Regions from separate parts of the Mus musculus genome. Here all the other regions are linked to region 3. Evidence: chromatin contacts called from public ChIA-PET, HiChIP or PLAC-seq and promoter capture Hi-C data. All regions are on one chromosome and are shown on one strand. Each heading gives the region's core, a stretch centred on a gene start, on an enhancer-like site or on the middle of the called end of the contact. The rest is flanking DNA. Distances are from core to core; before and after follow the strand shown. Region 1 holds the start of 2310011J03Rik (RIKEN cDNA 2310011J03 gene). Region 2 holds the start of Izumo4 (IZUMO family member 4). Region 3 holds the start of Zfr2 (zinc finger RNA binding protein 2). Region 4 holds the start of Atp8b3 (ATPase, class I, type 8B, member 3).

What was found. ChIA-PET counts read pairs in DNA pulled down with a chosen protein or histone mark. HiChIP or PLAC-seq counts read pairs in DNA pulled down with a chosen protein or histone mark. Capture Hi-C pulls out chosen DNA fragments and counts their contacts.
Region 1: a promoter capture Hi-C map of adipose tissue shows a contact between it and region 3. The contact joins the promoter of 2310011J03Rik here to the promoter of Zfr2 in region 3. A contact is called at or near these places in 1 of 115 datasets of contacts at active chromatin or transcription factors (bone marrow-derived macrophages) and 2 of 9 other capture datasets (adipose tissue and macrophages).
Region 2: a contact with region 3 is called in an RNA polymerase II ChIA-PET map of memory CD8 T cells, with 10 read pairs. The contact joins the promoter of Izumo4 here to the promoter of Zfr2 in region 3. A contact is called at or near these places in 5 of 39 promoter capture datasets (cranial neural crest, liver, neutrophils and 2 more) and 1 of 115 datasets of contacts at active chromatin or transcription factors (memory CD8 T cells).
Region 4: an H3K27ac HiChIP or PLAC-seq map of microglia shows a contact between it and region 3, with 6 times the contacts expected there. The contact joins the promoter of Atp8b3 here to the promoter of Zfr2 in region 3. A contact is called at or near these places in 1 of 39 promoter capture datasets (liver) and 2 of 115 datasets of contacts at active chromatin or transcription factors (microglia and pancreatic cancer cells).

What each region holds. Positions count from the first base shown.
Region 1 is chr10:80,316,233-80,322,397 of GRCm38.p6, reverse strand. 2310011J03Rik (RIKEN cDNA 2310011J03 gene) reads left to right here and starts at 1,850. Exons shown (of 2, transcript NM_025521.3): 1 at 1,850-2,215; 2 at 2,851-4,143. The coding sequence starts at 2,086. The coding sequence ends at 3,050. It overlaps Pcsk4 (proprotein convertase subtilisin/kexin type 4), which reads left to right. Exons shown (of 15, transcript NM_008793.2): 14 at 189-317; 15 at 447-1,115. The coding sequence ends at 592. Apc2 (APC regulator of WNT signaling pathway 2) reads right to left here. Exons shown (of 15, transcript NM_001372241.1): 15 at 4,141-6,165.
Region 2 is chr10:80,700,292-80,705,792 of GRCm38.p6, reverse strand. It overlaps Izumo4 (IZUMO family member 4), which reads right to left and starts at 3,100. Exons shown (of 10, transcript NM_027829.3): 1 at 2,834-3,100; 2 at 2,664-2,744; 3 at 2,513-2,584; 4 at 2,037-2,063; 5 at 1,865-1,940; 6 at 1,707-1,754; 7 at 1,599-1,613; 8 at 1,358-1,375; 9 at 1,080-1,094; 10 at 411-729. The coding sequence starts at 3,077. The coding sequence ends at 642. Mob3a (MOB kinase activator 3A) reads left to right here and starts at 3,973. Exons shown (of 4, transcript NM_172457.2): 1 at 3,973-3,996.
Region 3 is chr10:81,230,907-81,236,346 of GRCm38.p6, reverse strand. It overlaps Zfr2 (zinc finger RNA binding protein 2), which reads right to left and starts at 3,184. Exons shown (of 18, transcript NM_001034895.3): 1 at 3,105-3,184. The coding sequence starts at 3,157.
Region 4 is chr10:80,536,783-80,543,023 of GRCm38.p6, reverse strand. Atp8b3 (ATPase, class I, type 8B, member 3) reads left to right here and starts at 3,900. Exons shown (of 28, transcript NM_026094.3): 1 at 3,900-4,008; 2 at 6,210-6,241. The coding sequence starts at 6,220. It overlaps Rexo1 (REX1, RNA exonuclease 1), which reads left to right. Exons shown (of 15, transcript NM_025852.3): 13 at 1-116; 14 at 200-459; 15 at 543-2,098. The coding sequence ends at 631.

The sequences.
Region 1 (6,165 bases), core at 601-3,100, 910 kb after region 3:
CTGTGGGGATGGTCTGACCAGTGCAAACCAGGTGCCACCTACCTGGGAGATGTGAGGTGGTGTGGCCACTAGCACATAGTAGGTACAGTTGCTACGGGGCCCTGCTTGGGAGACAGTGAGGCTGGCTACAGAGCCCGGCAGGCCAATGACAGGTGTCCCCCTTGGTGCCCACTGCGACCCCCGCCCAGGAACTCTGTACTACTACACCCTGCTGCTGTATGGGACGGCCGAGGACATGACAGCACGGCCCCAGGCCCCCCAGGTGACCAGCCGCGCGCGCGCATGTGTGCAGAGGGACACAGAGGGGCTGTGCCAGGGTGAGTGGCCGCAGCGCATGGTCACTTGTTGGGTGAGGAGGCGCAGCGGCCCGGAATGGGCAGGTGGGCACCGGCTGCACCCACCAGCTGCAGCCTCACTCCTTCTGTTTCCATGTTGTCCCTATGCAGAAAGTCACAGTCCCCTCTCCATCCTGGCAGGACTCTGCCTCATCTCCAGCCAGCAGTGGTGGTGGCTCTACAGCCACCCACAGCAGCCAGTGACCGAAGGACAGGCCAGCTGTCACCCTCCTGTTACACCTGCTGCAGCAGCCTGAGCAGCGACTACACTGCCTGTCCCCTGTCCCTTGTGTTGGGAGAGCTCCAGAGCCCCTCCAAGGCTTGCCACCTCTGGTGGCCCCCCAGCTACCAGTCTTGGGCCATGGTGCTGGCTCTGCTGGCCAGGGCCTTTGGGAGGCCCCTCGGCTTGAGGAAGGCCCACCTGCCCCAGGCTAGATACCCCAGTGCCCAAAACCATGCATGCACAGATCCCTGGAGGCTGGAGAGCCAGAGATGCCTGGCTGTCAGGACAGAAGGCCGGTACCCCAAGGTCCTGCTCTCAGGCTGGAAGAGAAGCCTGCCCCAGAAGGCCAGGGCAGAGCAGCTGCATGGGTCAGGTGACAGCCCACCGCTCAGCCTCAGCTGCTCCCAGTGGAAGAGATGTGTCCTTACTCATTTTGGAGCAGGTACAGTGGGCAAGAGGTCAGACCACAGCCACCAATCATCTGCCCCTTCCCTGTCTCCAAGCCATCCATAGCCCCATGTCTAACCTCATAGTTGCCAAATAAAAGTTAAACAGAAGATGTCGAGTTTATGGTGTCCTTGAGGGTAGGGTGGGCCCCTGGAGGAATAAGGACCCACAGAGGAAGACTGCTCTGAGCCCAGATCTGCCAAGTGCTGAATTACCATACAGCCATGAACAGGAAGCTAGCTCGCTCCCCCATCCCCCACTGGTTTTTTTTTTTTTTTTTTTTTTTTTTTGGTTTTTCGAGACAGGATTTCTCTGTTTAGCCCTGGCTGTCCTGGAACTCACTTTGTAGACCAGGCTGGCCTCAAAAATCTACCTGCCTCTGCCTCCCGAGTGCTGGGATTAAAGGCGTGCGCCACCACTGCCCGGCTTTCCCACTGCTCTTTTGAGACAGGGTCTCACTGTGTAGTCCTGGCTGTTCTGGGATTCCCCATATTGACCAAGATGATCTTGAACTCACAGAGGTCTGCCTGCCTCTGCCTCACAGTACTGAGATTAAAGTACTGAGTTAAAGGTCTACCACAAGGAAGCAAAGCCTGTGGCTAGGTTCCATCCAGCATTTATTGAGCGCCCACTGTGTACCTGGCAATGGTTGTACACTGATTACTCTCGAAATCACGTTCACCCCTTTCCTCCCACCACACGCGGTGAAGGAGGGCAGAGTTCCTTCTGATCTTACTGGATAGCAACTAGGAGCATCTAGGCTTAGGGCTCTTTAAGACGGGGGAGGGGTTTCGCGAGGCGTGGCGCTGGAGTGGACCGGAAGTGCCGGAACGTAGTGGCGTTCAAGCAGGAAGCGGAAGCGGTGGCGGCCGCCTAGGTTCTTGGAACGAAGATAGGCAGCGGGGTGTTCCAAGAGCAAACTGGCGCGGAGATCGAGCCAAACTCCGAGGTTCCGGGAGGAGGGAAAGCGAGACGGGGTAGGGACCTCGGCGCAGGTCTGTAAGGGGTGCGTAGGAGTTCGCGAGGTGGGCGGGCCGAGCCGAAAGTGGACCCCCAGTTAGCGCGCGCTCCACCTACAAGATGAACTCCAAGGCGAAGAAACGCGTGGTACTGCCCACTCGCCCCGCGCCTCCCACGGTGGAGCAGATCCTGGAGGACGTGCGAGGGGCACCCGCTCAAGATCCTGTTTTCACTGCCCTGGCCCCGGAAGGTAGGAGAACGTGAGACTCCCGAGTGGGGAGCAAACCGACTGCAGGGACGAATCTTTTTTGTCCCTGCCCTTCTCTTCCCCTGCAAAGAAAGATCATCAGAAATAAAATTGAAAGTGCTCCGAACTCTTGGGAGGCAGAGGCAGGCGGATTTTTGAGTTCGAGGCCAGCCTGGTCTACAGACTGAGTTCCAGGACAGCCAGGGCTACACAGAGAAACCTTGTCTCGAAAAACAAAAACAAAAAAAAGTTGAAAGTGCTGCCAACCCGGGTCTAGGGCAAGAGGATTGCTGTGAGTTCAAGACCTTGTCTCAGAGGGGCGTGGCCAGCTGCTCCTACAAATTAATGGGGGGCCAGAGTACTTGCAGGGGCCATATCTGCGACTCCTGGCCTAGGATCCAGGAATCCAGGCAGTCCTGGGTAGAACGGCAGGCCAGGGTGGCTGGAGGTGTCCTGTCCTCTCCATGACACCAAAACCTGAAACTGAGTCTTGTTTTCTAGTGCCTAATAGGCCTATATAGCCCAGGCTGGCCTCGAACTCACCATGTAGCCAAGGATGACCTTGAACCACTGATCCTCTTGCCTCTGGGTTGGTGGATGTCAGGCCTGGGGATGGTGACACTGTTTCTTCTCTTCAGACCCCCCAGACCCATCCCCAAGGGCTGAGGACTCTGAGATCCAGCAGGAGCAGATCTACCAACAGAGCCGGGCCTACGTGGCTATGAATGAGAGGCTGCGGCAGGCGGGGGAAGCTCTGAGACAGAAGTTCGATGGCCTTCGGCAAGCTGGTCAGCGGCTGGAACAGGATATCAGCCAGGTGACTTCAGCCACCTCCTAGAGCCGAAGTTACACCTGATGTCCTTGGTCCAGGCCTGGGCACCTAGCAACCAGAGGCTCTGGGTCAACATTTGCTGTCCCAACCCTGGCCCGGGGAGACCCAGTGGCCCACCTTGCCAGCTAGCAGCTTTGTTCCCTCTTCCATCCTTAATGGCCTCTAATTCATGATGGGACTTAGGGACATGGCCACCTCCTCATTATGGGGACACTGGCCTAAATTGCATCAAGGACTTGATTGCAGGTCGGGGCTCAAAGCCAGTCTGCCCCATAGTGACCGGTGTGCTCTTCTGTCCCATGTCACCCTGGGCAGTGAAGGTCTTCATCCCCAGCATCCACAGCAGGCCAGCCACTGGCATCTTGGTTGAGAGAATGGGCTAGCTGCACGCTTCATAGAGCCTGGCTCAGGCCCTCTAGGGCTACACTGCCTTCTCAGTTCTCCCTGGGGCCGGGGAGACTCATCAAGGGAGTTTCCATTCTGGGGAGCCCAGGGGTCCAAGAGGAACTCAAAGGCCAGGTCCCTGTGTGTGGTGAATGTTGCCCCTTCTGGATCTGGGGTTTAGTTTGCCTTCTTGCAGAAGACCCACCACTCTTGGGGTGGCTGGACTTTAGTTCTGGAAGATTAAAGATGTTTGATGCCTGAACACAGTTCTCCCTTAAGCCAGGCTAGATCACTGGGTACCCAAGCCCCCTGCCACCCCTTGGCAGCTCAGGCGCTAGCTACCACACCTGCCTCCTTGGGTCCCAAGCTGGCTGGAACTGTTTTGTCAGAAGTGGCCTTAGCTTGTGGCTACATCATTCCTGACACTCCACATTCCTGGCGGTCACGGGGTCCAACTTGCCCTGACCAGTGCAGCTTGGACTCCTGGTCCCCACCTCCACCATGACACCTCCACCACAAATGACCAGTGGCTGATGGCCAGGTACAGCTTGGCTGAACCTCAGTCAACCTCGGCTCCAGCATGTGGGGATGTGACACGCTGTCGAGTCAGTGGGGAGCTCAGAAACACCTTCTGGGGTTGAACAGAGCTGTAGAAGAAGGTCTTGGAACGACCCCCCCCCCCCAGAGCCAGTGATAAAGATGAAGCTACAGATCGATGGAGTGGCTCGCTTTATTAAAGATATGAACAAGAATCAGAAGCCAGGCAGGGTGTCCACTCGGGGGTCTGCGTGGGGGGTCGGGGGTCAGTATGTACAGAAGTGTAACACTGTAGTAGAACAGGGCGGGAGACGGTATGGCAGCAGAGGACACACTGACCAGGTATGAGCAAGGGGTGACATTGGCCAGGGACAGCGACAGACACACACACACACACAGTGAGGTAACTGGTAGGCATGATGCCCTGGTCAAGCACCCAGTGGTTAGTCTCCGGTAGACCACTGGTGTCCAGCTCAGAGCGCTAGCAGCCATCGGCAGCCTGGCGGCTAGCAGACCCCTCCTGCTCTGAATCTAAGGGCTCGTCAGCTCTTGCCTACCCTGGGCTGGATGTCACACTGTGTCCTGTGTCCCCCACTGTCTGGGGTGAAGAAGGCAAATGTGGCTGCTGGGCCCCCAAGGCTGGCAGGATGGGAGGAGGTGGCTGGGAGAAAGATGGCCCTTGCATGCTGGTACCACAGCCCAGACATCTCTGCTGCTCTACTCTGAGTCCTCCCCACGGCCCACATGGGGAAACTGAGGCACAGAGCAGCATGCTGGCTACCTGGGCTCCCACAGTGTGTGGTGCACAGGCTCAGTCTACAACCCCAGTTCAGGGTCATCCTGGGATGCCTCTGAGGTTTGAGAGGGTCTCCTAGAGCCACTTGGCTCTGTTCTGAAAAGGGCCTTCCCTTTCCCCTCCCTACCAGTCACCTGTAGGCCAGCAGCCCTGGCTGGCAGGCAAGGTCCTGGCATTGAGCAGTTGGTGTCTGGAGTTTCTGCTATGACACTGACCCCAACAGTTAGGGCCAGAGCCCCCCAGACAAGGAAACATCAGGCATTGCTTAGACTGTGGGCTTTCAAAGCACTGGACGGGTATCATGATAGGGGTAGCCCACACGTGGTGGCCCCTAGTCATCAGCCTGCCCCTGTGAGGCAGCATGCTTGGCTCTCGGCTTCCCGCCATAAAAGGGACCCATGGGGAAGAGGACAGCAGTGTCATCGTCCCTCCCGAGGCCTCCCGCCCCACCCCATTCTCAAAGCCACTTCCCTCATCTCAGAAGAGGGACTTGAGGCCAGCTCAAGGGACGGTCCCTTCTCTGGGGGCAGCTCATGCAGATGGCCGTGGCTATAGGGCCCCTTACCAGGAGCAGCCTGGCATTCCACAGTAGAGATGTTGTTGGCTCTCTGTGGAAAGACCGAGCTGAGTCCTCACTCTGTCCCGGGTCCCTGTGATTGACACACGCAGACCCACGGCCCAGGTCCTTGAAGGCTTGGCTACCTTAGGTCTGGATCCCACTCTCCACCTGGATCCCTGCCCTGTAGCAGCTCCAGGCGCCCCACACTGTCACCAAGCCTCCATTGTGATTCCAGGCTGTGACTGAGGCACGAGATCTGATCTGGTCCTAACACCTGCATCATAAAACAGGCAGGCCTGGGAAGGACCAGGCTCGCACAGACGGGCCCGCCTCACTTCAGGGATGCTGGCTGACTCCTGGGCCCCCGCAGAGCCTAGCCAGCTTGTCCTTGGAATTAGAGTCCCTCCTGTCAGTAAAGGGACATAGTGTCGGCTGATCCACAGGTTTTATGTCAAGAGGGCTGTTTGCCCTTGGCAATCTCTCAGCGGCCATGACGAATGCTGGGAGCAGCTTATCTACAGTCCCTCGCCAAGCACTCTTCAGCCCGCCTCGGAGAAGGCAAACACCCCTGGCAGAGTCATTATTAACCAATTACCCCAGCGCTAATTACAGGCTTCCACAGTGCAGGGCTGAGGCAGCCCCAGCTGCCAAGCAGAGGCTCACTGCCCTACCCCCCAGCCTGTGCCCACCTCAGGCAGGCAAGCTCAGTCATCTCCCTAGAAGCCAGGTCCACCCACCCTCCCGCTGGGTGCAGCTCAGGGCAGGTCCTGCATGGGCCCACAGCTAGTGGCTCTCAGAGATCGGCTGTCTACCCCTTCCCAGGCCAACTTCAGAAAATGGGGCTG
Region 2 (5,501 bases), core at 1,851-4,350, 530 kb after region 3:
TAACCTGCTCCACTTTTACAAAGCCCACTGTATCATCCATCCTGAGGCTGAGAGAATTCAAGGTCAGTCTACAGACAGGTGCAGTGCAGGAAGACCCAGCTAGCACGCCTGTAGAGGCAGGACCGTCAGGAGGCCAAGTCATCTGCTCCATGGCATGCTCCAGGCCATACTGGAGTACTTGGCATCCCACCTCAGCAAGAGCTGAAGCATCCCTTCTGCAACCCTGCCCATAGTTACCCAGGGTCCTTGGACCCCGAGGGAGATGTTGCAGGTACCAGCCAGGTTTTTTGGTCCCTCCCTCTGTGGATAGGAGCGTAGGACCCCTCCACACCTGTACATCATGTTCAGGTGAAATGCATGCCACCAGCTACATTAACGACCTAGCCAGATCTGGCAGTTAAAGAATTGTTCCTCATGAGAAATGTCAGGGCATTTTAATCAAAATATCTCAGAGGGCCCTGCCCTGGGGGGTTCCCCACTATCTTACACAAACCCATCTCCCTGCCCTCCCCTGTCCCGGCCCAGCCTGGGATCCATGGGAGTGGGAGGGGTAACTTGAGGCAGGCAGCAGCTAGCTTCTCCAGAGGCAACAGTGCAGTTGAGTCCTGGCCTCTGCCGAGGCTGGGGGCTGGCAGCCACTGTCAGTGCTGGGTCAGACACTCAGAGACTTTTTCCAAGGTCAGGTTGACCAGATGCTGAGGTTCCAGACACTTTATGTTTTGTGACAGGCTTTGGGGGATGAGGAGGAGGTGCTCTAAGCCCATTGTCTGCACATGCCCTCCTGCCTCCCTTCCTAGGCTGCCTCCCATAGCCCATTAATATAGTCCAAGCTAGCCCCTAAGATTCTCCTGCCTCAGGCTCCTGGAAGGCTGGGATTATAGGAATGCATTGCTACACCTAGTCCCTGCCTGTTCTTAAATCCTAAAGTGTGCCAGTGGGATAGGGACCCTCCCTAGCACCCACAATGACAGGCCTCGATAGGGCATGAGAGGTCTGTGGCAAAGAGGCCACTTGACTTTGGAATTCTGTTTTCCACAGGTCACCTGCTTCTTTGTAGCCTTATTCCCCAGCTCACTCACAAGGCTGGGGTGGTTCTGCACATCCAAGTTGAGGCCGCAGGGAAGAAACACAGCATGGTTCAGGCAGTGCGTTGACCACACAGGCAGGTGTGACTACAGATGGCCAGTGTGCCCTCAGGCACACAGCCCTGCCCAGCATCCCCTCCCGCTCTTACCCACCCTGCCCAGCATCCCCTCCCACTCTTACCCACACACCTCCTCACTCCATCCCTCTCCCCACTCCCCATACCCCGCTCCTCACCTCACTCCTCCCTCTCAAGTGGAAGGCCTGGTCTTACCTCATCTTTTCATCCTGTCTGAAATAGAATGGGGCTCCAGTTAGACCCTCCAGGTCTGCCACCACACCAATTCAGGGAAGAATAGGTTTCATGAAGACCCTTCAGCCAGGATGGCTTGCCCCCTTCCTCCAGCTGAACTTGGAGACCTTTGAAGGGTGTGGGCAAGGTCCTCCTGAGCCTTGGCAAGCTTCAACCCCTCATCATAAGGCACACACAACCTTGGATTCCAGCAGGAACTTACTTGTGCCAGGTGTTTCTACAATGACAGTAGGTTTGGAGTCAGGGGACCAAGTGGCCTCCCTTGGTGTCTCCCTCTCCATGTCCTGGTACCCAATAAGCCCCAGCTCACATGTATTTCAGAAGGCCCTGTACAGCTGACTCCCACTGTGCCGATGACCTGGGGTGGGGGGGGGGAACACAAGACTTGGTGGTGGGGTATCCCCAAGGCCCTGGTCCCCTTCCTTGCCTAGGACCCCAGGGGCAGTGGGATTGCTGCATGAGCCATACTTGCAGTAGTAGCCAAAGCAAATGACGTGGGAGTCCGTGCAGTTGCTGCAGGAGATGGTCTCGTACTGGTAGATACCTGCAATATATGAGAAGCAGCCCCAGACTCCCCTGGGCCCTCCCCAGCCTGGGCCACTGCCACTGTGGCCCTTAGCCTGGACCATGGTTCACTTACCACAGTGACGCTGACAGTCAATGCGGCCTGGGGAGGGGAGGACATAACAGGATAGTGCTTTCTGACAAGGCCCAGAGCTCAACACCTCAGCCCCACTTGTTTTTGTAGCCCAGGATACCCTAGCACAGAGAAGGTAGCCTAGGCTGCCTTGTGATTTGTGGCAATCTTCTTGCCTCGTTCCCTCATTTCTGAGTGCTGGGATTACACGCTTGTGCTACATGAGTTTCATGGATGTAGGAAGGGGTCAGTTGCAGTGAAAGATGGGGATAACCTAAGGGAAGGATGGTTCCATTGTTCCTAGGTGCCACCAGGAGACTAGTTTGACAGAAATAAGGGGGTGATGGGCATGCTAGCAAACATTTATGCAAAAGGGCCTCCTGCAGAGTCACTCCTCCCTGAGCCCTGTTTCCAGTGCCCCTAGCCCTGAAGTGCCAGCGGCCATGATCATCTTCCCCTCTGTGGAGCCCACTGCTCACTCTCTATGATGGCGTTCTGGATGAGGCGCACTTGCTCCCGGAAGATGGCCCGCAGCTCATTGGGGAAATACCCTGATGTGAGAGTCACAGCAGAACGGTCAAGTTCAGGTGCGTAGCAGCTCGCACCGGCCCCACCTGTTTCTCTTTTTACCTGGGAAGTACATCTTCCCCTGGTACAGCTGGTCCATCCTCTGGTACACGGCTTCTGCTACTTGATATAGCTTCTTCCGGGCTAAGGGCAGGAGGAAAAAGCAAGCAAATGAGTGGCCCTGCCCGGTTCCCTGCTGCTCTTCTGACCCTGGAATGGGTTCCGCCGCTCACTGATCTCAGCAGGAATGGCCAGATGGAGCTCCTTCATCGTGTTCTGGATCCAATCGGAGAGCAGCATCCCCGACACAGGAATGTCACCCACCCACCACGACTTGAGGTTCACGTGGTGACGATAGAAGGAGAACTTCTCCGCGAAATTGGGGTCGCACTGCAGGCAGCCCCGGGCCAGCGCCGCTGTCATGCCCAGAAACAACAGCAGGGCCATGGCCTGGCCCAGCCTGCCTTGCCCAAACATCGGCGCCGCCAGCGCCGCACCCTCCAGCCGCGCACCAACCAACGGTGCCTCCCGCGCCACGCCCTGCCACGCCGCACCAACCAACAGCTCGCGCTGTGGACCCTGGCCGCGCCATCCCCTGCCCGGGCCTGATCATGCTTCCAACTCTGGTCCCGCCCCGCTTAGACATGTCCCGCCCACCGGGCCTGATGGCGCAAGCCTTTAATCCCAGCACTTGGGAGGCAGAGGCAGGCGAATTTCTGAGTTCGAGGCCAACCTGGTCTACAAAGTGAGTTCCAGGACAGCCAGGACTACACAGAGAAACCCTGTCTCGAAAAAAAAAAAAAAGACAGCGCCTGCCCACGGATGGCTCCGCCCCTACCTGGCCAGGCCCCGATTAGACTCCTGTCCCAGGCCTGGTTCCGCCTACAGGCCTGGTACCGCCCACGGATGGCTCCACCCCTTTCTAGCCTGTCACCACACCCACCCCACCGCCATCCGGACTTCTGTCCCAGGGCTGGCTCTACTGGATCTCCCCAGGAGAGTGTAACTGAATCTCTCCAGTTACAATTGGCAACTGGTAATGCCAGTCTGTCCCCAGGCTCCACCCCATCCACAGCGCCTTACGCATGCGCTTTGGGCTGGCGCCAGTTCCCGAGCCAGCGAGGGAGGGCTCGTCCCGCCCCTCATCCGCTCCACTACAGCCAATTAGCAGCGCCCGTCCTGGTCTCCAGGGGCGCGGAGTGCCGCCTGCCTTTCACACCGTGATCCTCCGAACTCGGGCGCCACACCTCCATCCGGGCTGCTTCCCTTTAAGGGAAGTAAATCCGGCTGGCGGGCGCGGCCTGGGCGGGGCGTGCGGCGTGTCCCTCCGCGGGCGTGTCCCTCTGCGGGCGCGGCCGGAGACTGGGCGAAGCGAGAGACGGTTCCGGACAGCCAGGTGGGTCCTCCGAGGGCCAAGGCGGGCGGCGGGCAGCGGGACTTCATCCCTCAGGGTGACAGTGTCCAGCGACCGGCCCAGAGTGGGCGCTGGGGACCTGGATCTGTCAAAAGGAGGGAGAAAGGAAGCGTCATGGATCAAAAGCGTGTTTAATATTTGAGGTCCTAGATAGCACAGGCTAGCCTCCAGCGGCTGGATAGGATCCTCCTTCCCATCTCCGCTGACTCATTTGTTTGAAATGATCACGTTTCTGTTAAACTTCATTGAAGGTCTGGGCTCTTGCTCTGGAGTGAAGCATTTGCCTTGTGTGTAGAAAGCCCTGGGTTCTATCCCTACTTCTGCCTCTTCAGCACTCCTCGGCCTCCCCTAAATAAGCCATTGAAAGGCTGGATGGAGAGACTCAAAAACAGATCACAGAAAGTTAACTTTGGCCGCAGTTTCTTTTTCTTTTTTCTTTTCTTTTCTTTTCTTTTCTTTAATTCTTTCCTTTTATATTTAGCCCAGGCTATCCTGGAACTCAGCGAGATCACCCTGCCTGTGCCTCCTGAACGCTGAGATTAAAGGTCTGCGCCAATAACTTTGCCTTTTCTCTTCCCTCCTGCCTCCACCCCTTCCCTAGGCTCCATAGAATAAAGTGCCTACAGTCAAGTAGAGGTTGGCATAGTGTTAAGGCAGGGCAATTATTATTCCAGAGCTCCACGTGTATCCTTGTAACTTTGGTTTCTGATTTGCTACCGTTATGCAGAGTTGGGAGCTCAGGAACTAGGGGTGGGAGTGTCAGGGGACAGTTAGGTAGGACTCTCAGGTCAGCCAGCTCTTCCTTCAGCATGGAGGAAGTGGTTACTAGCTCTGTAAGTGATGGGGCTTCAGAGAGGTGCTAGCTGGAGGCAGCAGGATGCAAAAGAGACCACAGACTTAACCATTGACAAAGGCAGAAGCAGATAACCTGAGAACTTCCGAAAACCAGGTTTTAACCGCCCCTGTCCTGGGCTTGTTTTTAGAACTCAGTGAACAGCAGAGGTGACAAGGCTAGAGAGTTCCACCCCTGGGGCTTCTTGATGTCTGTCCTTTCTCCATCTTGATCCATTCCAGTGCCATTTAAGTTCAAGGGCAGCCTGGGACACTTAGTGAAATCTCACCTCAAAAAGAGCAAAAGGGGGCTAGTGCTCTTCCTGAGGTCCTGAATTCAATTCCCAGCAACCACATGGTGGCTCACAACCATCTGTAATGGGATCTGATGCCCTCTTCTGGTGTGTATAAAGACAGCAACAGTGTACTCACATATATAAAATAAATCTTAAAAAAAAAGAGCAACAGGGCTGGGGGTGTAATCAGGGTGGAGCCCCGCCTAGAATTCCCCCAGTGAGGGCTCAGGAGCAGAACATTAACTTAGGGTGTGTATGAGCCTGGGTTCCTCCCCAGTATTGGAGGAGGGGGGTGATAAGCCCTACCCCAAAGTAGAATTAATTTCAATGTTAGGGCGGAGTGAACGTGATAGAAACATA
Region 3 (5,440 bases), core at 1,935-4,434:
CCAAGGGACAGGGAGCGGACTCATGTTTTCCTGAGTAGCTTCATGTCAAGTCAACACAGGCTACAGTCATCGCAAAGGGATCCTCAGTTGAGAAAATGCCTCCACAAGATCAGGCTGTAGGCAAGCCTCTAGGGCATCTTCTTAATTAGTGATGGATGGGCGAGGGCCCAGCCCACTGTGGGTGGTGCCATCCCTAGGCTGGTGGTCTTGAGTTCTATAAATAGGCTGAGCAAGCCATGGGGAGCAAGCCAGTAAACAGGCCCCCTTCATGGCCTTTGCATCAGCTTGCTCTCAGTAAGGAAGGGACAGTGGTATGAAGCCATAAGCTGAGTTAAACACTTTGTGCCCCCACCTTCTTTTGGCTATGGCATTTCACCATGGCAAAGGTAACCCTGACTAAGACGGATTGGTGCCAGGTTCATGAGGAGTTGCTGAAACAGGCCTGAGCGTGTTCTACGGAGGACTGAGAAGAGCTCGGGAGCTGCTTTCCCGGATGGTGCAGGGTGCCTGGTAGAAGACAGGCCTGTGAGGCTCACAGGGACTGAAGACCACATTGGGGCTGGGGGACAACCATCTACAATTCTGAACTAAGGGTCTGTGGTTCTGGCCCGCCCAAGTGAAGAAAAGAAAGGCAGAAGAGACCAGCATCACTGAGGTGAAGGCTTCTGGGAAGTGTTTCCTGAGGGCCAGCACACAGCTGTGTTCCAGAGGTAGCCAAGGCTGTACCTCAGGCTGGCAGCCGAACTTAGTAAGAGTCATCCAGGTGGTACTGGTTTGGAAAGCATGGAGAGCAGTGGGGCTCGGCACTGTGAGAGGCCAGGAGAGCCACTGGTGAAGAAGATGTGGCCACAGTGGCAGTTGATGGCCCCAGAGTGAAAAGGTCATGCAAAGAAGTTAAGTCTTGGCACCATGAAGGGATCCCATGAGAGGCTATTGGTGAAAGTGCAGCCCAGTTACACAGAGACCACAGTGTTTTGGAGATGCCAGTACCATGGGATGACCACCAAGACCAGCAGCAGCCATGGCAGAGCAGAGCCAGCCAGAATTTAGAAGACAAGCTGTGTGTGCTACCGGGGCCAAGGAGCCCCAGAAGAAGCCCAGATCGCTGGCTCCTGAGTTAGCTACATTGGTGAAATTGCTTTTTGCCTTGCTTCACTTTTGACCTTGTCTTGGTTCGTTCCTCTTGGAACCCACAGTTGAGAGTCTTTGAATTTTTTTTTAAAGAGATTTTGGAGTTTTACAGAGCAGATATTTTAAAAAAGAAACTGAGTTTTTATCCATTTAAAAAGATTTATTATTTTTACTTTTTGTGTGGAGTTTCTTTGCCTGCATGTCTGTCTGTGCACCACATATGTACCTGGTGCCTGCAGAGGCCAGAAGGGGGTGTCAGGTACCCTGGGGCCACAGGTGGTTTTGAGCTGCTGTGCAAGAGTGCCAGGTACCGAACCTGGGTCCTCTGAAATGGCAGCCAGTGCTCTAACCACTGGGCCCTTCTCCAGCTCCGAACTGAGTTTAAACGGTTTGATTTGTAAAGAAGTTTGTAGTATGTTTTGTATTGTGATGTTCACTGACAAGCGATCTTGAGGACTAAAGTCACTGCTAAATAGTCGTACTGCTGTGTCAATTTGACAAAGGTCAGTTGTGCTGAACTTTGATCAACTTGACACAAGCTAAAGTCATCTGAAAGGAGGGAACCCACTGAGAAAATGCCTCCATGAGATCAGGCTGTAGGCAAGCCTGTAGGGTGGTTTCTTAATTAGGGACCAATGTGTGTGGCGCCATCCCTGGGCTCTGGTCCTGGGTTCTATAGGACAGCAGGCTGAGCAAGCCATGGGGAGCAAGCCTGTCAGCAGCGCCCTCCATGGACTCTGCATCAGCTCTGCCTCCAGGTTCCTGCCCTGTGTGAGCTCCTGTCATGGTGATCTGGAAGTGTGAGTCACGCAAATCCTTTCCTCCCAGCTTGCTGTTGACTGGAGCGTTTTCTTTTCTTTTTTTTTTTCTTTTCATCATTTGTATATTTGTGTGTGTTGTGCTACGGCAGTGGACTTGCCTGACTTACAGACCTGGAACTCTGGTCCCCACAGTGACCCTCTCACCAGCTCTTGGCCCGGGTGTGTTATCACTGCAACTGTAACCCTAACCAAGCCACTGAGTGAAGAGGACACTCGTCCCCAGCCGTCAGCCCCCAACTCCTCACACACAGCCAAGCGCCTTCTCTCCACTTGGCACGGACATTATTCATGTGGCCTTTTATTTAGAGACAACATCTCCTTTAGTTCTTCAGCCTGGCCTCATACTCACTGTAGCTCAGGCTAGCCCTGAACTTAGACACACACACACTGCCTCAGCTTCTCTCTTCAAAGATTGGATTGGAAGCCTGTGCCACTTGCCTGTGCTTTACTGACTTCCAAAGACCAGAGGCTCACTTTACCCTGCCTAGCTTAGCCCCCCATCCATTAGACACAGAACCCCAGACCCCATCCTCGTCTGGAGAGCCCCCCATCCATCAGGGACTGAACCCAAATTCATCCCTGTCTAGAGGGTAACCCATCTGTCAGACACCAGAACCCCCAATCCATACTCACCTGGAGGGTCCCCCATTCATCAGGGATTAGAACCCCCAATTCAGGCCCATCTGGAGGGTCCCCCATCCACTAGACATCAGAACCCCAGACTCCATCCCCGTCTCGAGGGTCCTCCATCCATCAGGAACCAGAACTCTGACTCCATCCCTGCCTGGAGGATTCCCCCATACATCAGACACCAAAAACTCCAATTCTATCCATCAGGGGCCAGAACACCCCACCCTATTCCCGCTTGGAAGGTTCCCCAAGGTCTCAGGTCCTCTCTGAGGTCAGTCCCCTCCCCCAACTCTGTCCTCCATCCTCGGTCCCCACCCTACCCATCCAGGTCGGTCCCTCCTAGGCTAGCCCTATCCCCACGGGGTCCCCGCCCCCACCCTGCCTGTCACTCCCCGGACTCCCCGCCCCGCCCTCCCGCGGACCCCAGGGGCCGTCGCCCCGCCTCGGGCCCGCCCCGCTCCCCGTGACTCACGACCGAGTCCCGCGGGGTTGGGGCGCCTCGCCGCCCACGGGGCTCGTTACCTGGACGACGGGTTGGTGCCCTGCGCGAGGCCGGAAGAGCTGCTAGCCGCCATGTCCACGTCCTCCCGGAGCCCACGGGAGTGACGTCAGGGCCTTGCCCCCGACGCACCGCCCCGTGCTCGTTCAAGCCCCGCCCCTGCTCGAACCTGCCATCCCTAGCCCCAGAGAGCCTCAGCCTGTCTCCGCCCACCGGCCAAGCCCCGCCCCCTACGGAGGACGCCTAACTCAGGTGCCTCTATGATGATGAAAGGACATCTTAGGGAAGTCGGTTCTAGACCCGGCCTGCCATCCGCCACGTGGAGTCCCAGGGATCAAGGATCAAACTCCAGTAGTTGGGCTTGGCGGCAAGCCCCATCACCTGCTGATGTACACTGCCACCTTCCTTATCTCTTCTTGGACGCAAGGCAGAGAGCTGGCTGATTCTTGAGAAAGCTTGAGAAATTCCAAGGCTGAGAGAGTGGGTGGGTGGCACGTGACCATCCTTGACCTGAGCATGTGTGGCCTCCAAGGCTTAAGGCTCTAGGTGTGTAGCCCACGTCTTTCTAGAAGGCAGGGGGACTGTGGCAGTTTCTCTTGAGTTACATGTGATCTTTTCCCCTATTATTTATTGCAAGCCCTGTGCCCTTGACTTTTGCCTCTGAGAGTCCAACTTCTGACGTGTTCTAGAAAGGTGCAAACTGATTTATCAGTGCTAAAGGAAACACACAAAATGGAGTAATAGCCCAGAAAATGCAAGGAAACCCAGACACCTATTCCAACATGGATGGATGGCCCTTGAGGACAGCATGTCAGCATGAGTCAGACACAAAAGGACACTCGGACCAGGATCTCACTTCCAGGAGGTTCCTGGAGTCCTCAGACTGACAGACACAGGAAGTAAGATATAAGAAGTAGGGAGGTGATGGGCATAGTGTGGGTAGATGGAAGGTTCTGAAAGTGGGTGGGAGTTATGGCCGCACCGACAGGTGAATGAGCCTCGTGCTCAGTGAGACAGTAGGCACGCATTTCCATGGTGGGAAATGCCTAGAACAAACCTGTTGTCAGGAAGAGAGAGCCTATGTGACCTATACTCACATGTACACTCGTATGAACGTAGGAGATCCGAGAGTACTGACAGTACAGGCAAAGGCCTTGTGGCAGGAAGGAACTTGATGTGCTCACAGGATGTGCAGAAAGAACCTTGGAGATCCACTACTATGTGGGGTCTTATATTAGTTACCAGGAAAGATAAGAAACTGAATGGAGGGGGGTTAAACCCCAAACATTTATTCTCTCACACTTTCAGGGACCAAAGTCTGGGCGATTAGTTCTTTATGGACACTGGGGACATCCTTCTCTGCTCTCTTTTACTTCTGGTAACGTCTGGAAATCAACTGCAGTTCTCAGCTGCTAAATCAAATTGTAGCTTAGTCTCCATTTTCCCCAGGACCCTTGCTTGCCATACTAGGCAGAGCTCTACCCCTGACCACTGGCTGAATTCTACATAGGACATCACCTCTGACCACGCCCCCACCCCTCTTTAAATGTTTGTGTGTGTGTGTGTGTGTGTGTGTGCATGTGCCAGTGCATGTGTCAGTGCACATGCAGAGGGCAGACGTTGACATCAATGGCCCTCCGATTGCTTTTCAGTTAGCCCCAGCCTCCTCCCGCGCTTGCTTCGGGCTGAAACTGCCAGTGCACACCAGCTTCTCTGCCTACCCCCCTCCTCCCTGACAGCTCCACGCACACCTGCTGAACCATCCAGCATGACCCCTCTTCTCACTTCTGAGATGGGGGCTCACCAAGTTGTCCAGGCTGACCTTAGTCCAACCTGGATTTGAACTTGCAACGCGCCTCCCCACCCCCCACCCCCCGGTCTCAGCGCTTCCAGTACTTGAGACCAGGATACAAACTGTCTTTCCATCCCATCCAACTGCAGATGCTGAGCTGCATGCGAGCTGTCCATTTTTCCATCAGCTTCTAGATTTCCTCTGGGCAACTGCAGGGGCGCTGTTCCCACGGTAGCGCAGACCCAATACATCTAAAACAATCAGCCAGGTTCGCTGCATCCCAACATTCTGCCTTGTCCTGGGTGAATGAGGGACCCTTTGACTCACCCTGAAAGGGGGATCTGGAAGCCTCCATTTCTTTGCCCTCAAAGATGGTTTCAAGGGCGTCTCTTCCCCCGTACCAAAGAATCCTGCAGGCTCCCCGCCCCCATCCTGTAAGAGTTAGGCCACGGCTGCTTGTCCGTTTATTTATTTTCTCTTATGGTTTTGCATAAGTAAGATGCACCATCTCAGAGACTTTTTTTTTTTTTTTTTTTTTTTTTTTTGCACCTGCTCTGGGCATGGCTG
Region 4 (6,241 bases), core at 2,651-5,150, 690 kb after region 3:
TCCTACACTACATATGGCCTGGAGCTGACCCGAGTCACAGTTGTGGACACAGACATGCAGGTCGTGTATGACACCTTTGTCAAGCCTGACAATGAAGTTGTTGACTACAACACCAGGTGTGTCCCGGCCTACCGCGGGACCCCATCCTCGTTCCCATCCTGCCCGGCCCGACGCCCCTCTTGCATCCGGCCCTCTGCAGGTTCTCAGGGGTGACAGAGGCTGACCTTGTGGACACGAGCATCACGCTGCGGGACGTGCAGGCTGTCTTGCTGAGCATGTTCAGCGCCGACACCATCCTCATCGGACACAGCCTGGAGAGCGACCTGCTGGCTCTCAAGGTCATCCACGGCACAGTGGTGGACACGTCTGTGCTTTTCCCACATCGCCTGGGCCTGCCCTATAAGCGCTCCCTGCGGAACCTCATGGCTGACTACCTCAGACAGATCATCCAAGACAATGGTGAGGAGCCAGGGCCCCCGAAGTGGGGGAAGGGGAGGGGAGGTATGGGAGTAAGGACTGTGCTGAGCATGTCTGCCCTGTAGTGGACGGGCACAGCTCCAGTGAGGATGCCAGTGCCTGCATGCACCTTGTCATCTGGAAGATCCGAGAAGATGCCAAGACCAAGCGATGACTCCCACCCAACATTACCATGTCACCCCCCTTCTTCCATCCCTGGCTGCCCTCAGCCCCAATCCCTCAGCCCCGATGCCCTCGGCCTCTTTTCAAACTCTGTAATAAAACATGACAGCTGACCACGCGTCTCCCAAGCTCCAGCTGCAGGTCTGCAGTGAGCAGCCCAGAGTCGGGGCTGAGACCAACCCTCAGCCCAACCCCACACCTGCCCAACGTGACATCACCTCCTTTCCCAGTCCTGTCCCCTGGAGCCTGCTGCAGCCCAGGGCAGAGCTGGCCTAGCCTCTGTGCCCCAGTCAGGCACCCCCACTCTTACCCCAGCCCACTGCTCTAGACAGTGGGCTCTGCCTTCTGCTTCTTTGTATATAACGCAGGCAACAGGACAAGCCCTCATGGTTTGAGACAGGGGTTGTCTTTTTTTACTTTATACTGTTATTTTTATTAATTTTTAATTTAAACCTGCTGACCCGCACACCTCCTCAGCTGAGGGGTCCAACCCTGGTACCGCTGGGATCCAGGGACCGAACCCCACATGGTCAGTCCCATGGGCCTGGATGTTTGCCCTGCCTTGTGGGGTAGCTTCCAGAACTCACCCTAGCCCACCAGGGCTCCCCAACCTCAGAGCCAAGCCAGCCCTTTGGCCTGGCCTTCCAGGGCCTCTGGGCTGTCATCCTGGGGGCTATTGCCTCCCTCTGTGAGTAGAAACAGAATAAATGTTTGTATGAACTTTAGATTTCATAGTGTGTGGTGCTTTGGGGGCAGACAGGATCCTGACACACGCCATGTGGCCCCTGTCCCAGTGGCCAGGGTCAAGAAAAAATGAAAATGATTCCCTTGCCAAAAGCAACTCTCACCCCATGGGCCCATGCCACCTAGCTGTGGGAACTCTGTGAGACAGCCCCAAGCTCCGGGTAGGCTGTGCCTGCTAGACCTCCCCTGAAGGTACCTTGCTGTTGTCCCTGATGCAGGCTGATGGCATGCCTTTACTCCTTTTTGCCTGTTATGATCTCAGTTACTCAGACAAGGTCCAGGGTAGAGACTGGGAGCCCCTGCCGCCTGGTGTCCTGAGGCAGGGCCTGGCCATCAAGGCCACTCTGTTCCCATGTAAGGAAACAAGTTTTGTAGTACTCACATCCAATGTGACCTCAACTTGATTGGCTGCCTCTTGGCAGTTATCTGTGGGCAGAGTAGGCTGGCTGGAGTTAGACCCTGGCAGGATAACCGGGGTCTGATGGTCAGGGTCCTGTGGGAACCTAGTCCCTCAAGCTTCTTGGAGGGACTGCAAGCCAATGGCTAGAGCAGCTTCCAGGGGCTATCTACATAGTGGGCATGCAGGGGCTACAGGGGCCAAGGGAGCTTCCTTGGCTAAGCTAGGCTTCCACCCTCAGGGGTTTCCTTGAGCACTTTGTCCCCTCTTCTACCTTCTGTAAACAAGTTTTTAAAAACAAATAAATGGTGCTAATGTATTCACAAAGCCCAGGTCTGTCCTGGGAGCTTTAGTGTGTGTCTCTGCCTATCTACTGTCCAGTTCGTGTCAGAAGAGCAGCCAACAAAGACCTTAGCTAACCCTGGCTCTGCCCTGAAAGCCAGAGGCCTGCACTCGAGGGAGCCCTCTCCACTGTGATTACCCCCATCCTCTATAAGTCAGGGTAGGGGATCTCCCCAAAAAAGGCCATCATAAAGATGTGATCAGATGCTCACCGAAAGCTGAGTGAACCGAGTAGCTATTTCCTCAACATGCTCCAGGGACTCAAAGCTTCCAGAGTTTGCTATTCTGGTGGAGGCTTGGTCCTGAGTGCCGTCCTTATCCCAGCCACCAGTTCATTCATTTTATGCCAGCATACACTGGGAGACAGGAGGTGGACATAACCACTGAGGGCTAGGTTAGAGGCAGGGCTGACTACAGCCTCTTCAGGGTGTACCGTGGCCAGCATCCCTGGCATACATCCACTGTACACAGGTATCAACATAGCCCATCAGTGCCTTGTGGGCTCCCTTTCCCACTTAGGCATGACAGATACAGACCTGGCTCAACCGTGCTCACTGGTGTGCAACCTTCCCACTCCTAATCCCCAATTCAGCAATGTTTAGTTGGGCTGGAGTATACTGTGCTTAGTGTGCTTGGAAGATGCTCTTCCCAAATGCAGGAGATGTAGCTCAGTGAGAGGCTGCTGTCATTATATAGGGTGGAGGATTAATCTGCATTCCCCTACATAATAAAGCTTGAGACCAGTTTGAACTTAACTCCTGCCCTGCAGAATGAAGCTCAGACCCACCTTTTCTGAGCCTGTCCCTGATACCCCAGCCATGCCCTAGTCTCTGCCTCCCTCCCTGGATCATGACTTGACCCTTTTCTTCTTTTCTCCTCCTCCTCCTCCTCCTCCTCCTCCTCCTCCTCCTCCTCCTCCTCCTCCTCCTCCTCCTCCTCCTCCTTTTGGTTTTTCAAGACAGAGTTTCTCTGTGTAGCCCTGGCTGTTCTGGAACTCACTCTGTAGACCAGGCCTGCCTCTGTCTCTGCCTCCCAAGTACTGGGATTAAAGGCATGTGTCACCACTGCCTGGCTTGACCCTTTTCTGTTCTACGGCTGGCCTTATCTTGGCCTTGCCCGCAGAGATTCCAGATGCCAGACCCCTGCCTTTCCTCCCTGACCTCTTCCCAAGGCTTTCCTGTCCTTTCTAGTTTACCCAAACCCCCTCCCTCCTTCCTTCCTTCCTGGCCCTTGACTCATGCCTCCGCCCACAAAGCATTGTCCCATCCTTGAGATGTAATACCACGCTCACCAGGAATAGACTCCCCTGGAAGCCTGGTCTCCGCTTTTTTTTTTTTTTTTTTTGAGACAGGGTTTCTCTGTATAGCTGTCCTGGCTGTCCTGGAACTCACTTTGTAGACCAGGCTGGCCTCGAACTCAGAAATCCACCTGCCTCTGCCTCCCGAGTGCTGGGATTAAAGGCGTATGCCACTACGCCTGGCTGTACAATTAATTCTTGCTCCACCCATAAGCCTGGTTTGTAGCACAAGGTTGGCTCTGCCAAGCTCCTAAAACACGACTCCGCCCACGAGACCTGACCACACCCCGAAGACTCAGCCACGCCCACAACTCCAGGCTCTACCCTTACCCTCTGTGCCATTCAACTAGGCCCCACCTTCTCCAGGCCCCGCCCCTGTCGCCTGGTCCTATCCTTCTCCTGCCCTTAAGCTGCAGGCCTTAAGGCTCTGGTAGGCCCCGCCCCCTTCGCAATGCCCCGCCCCACGAGCCCGCGCCACCCGTTTCAGACCCGTTGGCACCAGGCTAACAGCTCCACAACATCGGCGGCCCTGGACGCCGCTGGCGGCCCGCCCTAGGCAGCCAGGCCCCACCAAGCCCGGCCCTCGCAGGTGAGCACCGATGCTCACGAGTTGTGCATCCTTGGGCGCCACTGTGACCTCTCTGTGCTCTAGGGGTCTTGGGCCCGGATGCCAGCACTTGAGACAGGAGATGGTGCCCCCTTGAGGTTCATAAAACCAGACACCGAGGTGGAGCTTACCTACAGGACAGTTTGGTGACCACTAGAGTTCACTAGGGCTGTGCGTCATGGCCGCTGGGGAATACTGCTAATGGGGTGTCTGGTGAGTGGGCAGGAACACTTTGGAACAGGAAGATTTTGGAAACTTTGAAAAACATTGGAAAGGAAGACTGAGTGCAGTAGCAATTCTCAACCTGGGGAGGGTCAAACGACCCTTTCACAGGGGCCACCTAAGACGATCTGAAAAAAACAGATATTTGCATTATGCTTCATGACAGTAGCAAAATTAGTCATGGAATAACAACAAAACCAATTTTGTCGTTGGGGTCCCCACAATATGAGGAACTTATTAAAGGGTCATAGCATTAGGAAGGTTAAGAACCCCTGGACTAGAGTGTTCCCTAGAATCAAGATCTCTTCACACATCCTTCCCACACCCTCTCCAGCCTCAGTTTTCCTCACGTGATAATCAGGGAAAAGCCCAATACCCAGAGCTGGTGCTGAGCCAGGAGGAGGTGGGGCCCCAAGATGCCCTGGGGAAACACATGACTCAGACACCAGGACTCCTTGTCCTGGGGGAAATGTGGGTTCAGCAGACATTAAGACAGTGAAAGCTCTAGAAGAGAGGTGACCAGAGGCAAGATGGGGGACACCCCAGCTGCTCAGGAAGCCCCCAGGAGGCGCATGATTCCCACGGGCCGGTCTGGGAAGTACAGAGTGAAATTTGGAGGGTGAGGAAGAAATCCACCAGGCAGGGTGGTGACAGTGGGGGGCATATGGGTAAACTGGGGGACCGATGGGGTGAGTGCTCAGGTGGTGGTTGAAGATCTGCCCCCCGGGAAGGGAGCAGGGAGGACCCATGTCACCAGGTATAGGGCTGTCTTAAGTTACCAGACCCAGCCAGGAGTGAGAGCACAGGTCTGTCATCCTAGCTCCTCCAGGAGGCTGGAGCAGAATTATGGGTGTAAGAGCAGCAGAGTGAGACCCTGTCACTACACTTAGCAATCCCAAGGCCAGATCTTTTTGTCTCCCTCCTCCTCCTCCTCCTCCTCCTCCTCCTCCTCCTCCTCCTCCTCCTCTTCCTCCTCTTCCTCCTCCTCCTCCTCCTCTTCTTCCTCCTCCTCCTTTGAGACAGGCTTTTGCTATGTAGGGCAGAGTGTCCTTGAACTCACAGCAACCCACTGACTTGGTGTACCAAGGGCAGGGATTAAAGGGATCTGGTGTGGTGCCAACACACCAGATCTATCTTAACATGGCTCCATGCTCATAATATACGCAAGCCGTGAGCTGTCACATATACAACCCCTCAGCTCCGTGGGGTCAGTCAGCAAACATGGACTGAGCATGTGTGGGGTGTGGGGTGGGCCTTGCAGGAGCAGGTGGAACAGGAGGGGCATGGAGGAGACTGGACGGGCCAGCCACAGCTTCCTCACTAGGGCTCGAGGCTACAGCATCTCAGAGGTGGGGTTCCTTGCCTCAGGTGACCAGCTATAGATGGGGGATGTAATGCTGGGTCCTGCAAGTCCAGAGAGCAGTTCTGAGGTAGACATGAGAAGGTGAGATATGCATGTATGATAGATAGATAGAGAGATAGAGAGATAGAGAGATAGAGAGATAGAGAGATAGATAGATAGATAGATAGATAGATCCATCCTCTAACCTATACCCCAGCCTTTATTTTTTTTATTGATTTTTGTGAATACCTAGGGCTACTTCTTTTCTTTTCTTTTTCCTTTTCCCGTTTTATTGGATATTTTCTTTATTTACATTTCAAATGTTGTCCCATTTCCAGGTCTCCCTTCCAGAACCCCCTATCCCATCTCCCCACCCTCCAGTCTTTATTTTATTCCAACACAAGGTCTTGCTGCTCACCCCCGAGCCAGGCTGGGACTTGAAGCCATCCATACTCGTGCTTCAGCCTCCCTTGTGCTGGGATTCCCTTGTGATTGGCTTTTGCGGCAGTATTTTAGAGAGCAGATCTCAAGGTCCATGAGGGTAGTGTCAGACACCATCCAGAAGCACTGGACAGCCAGGGTGATTGTGACTTAGGGGTCTTTCTTCCCCACTCCACAGCCCCACCGGCATGGATGGAGTTCATCTCGGGG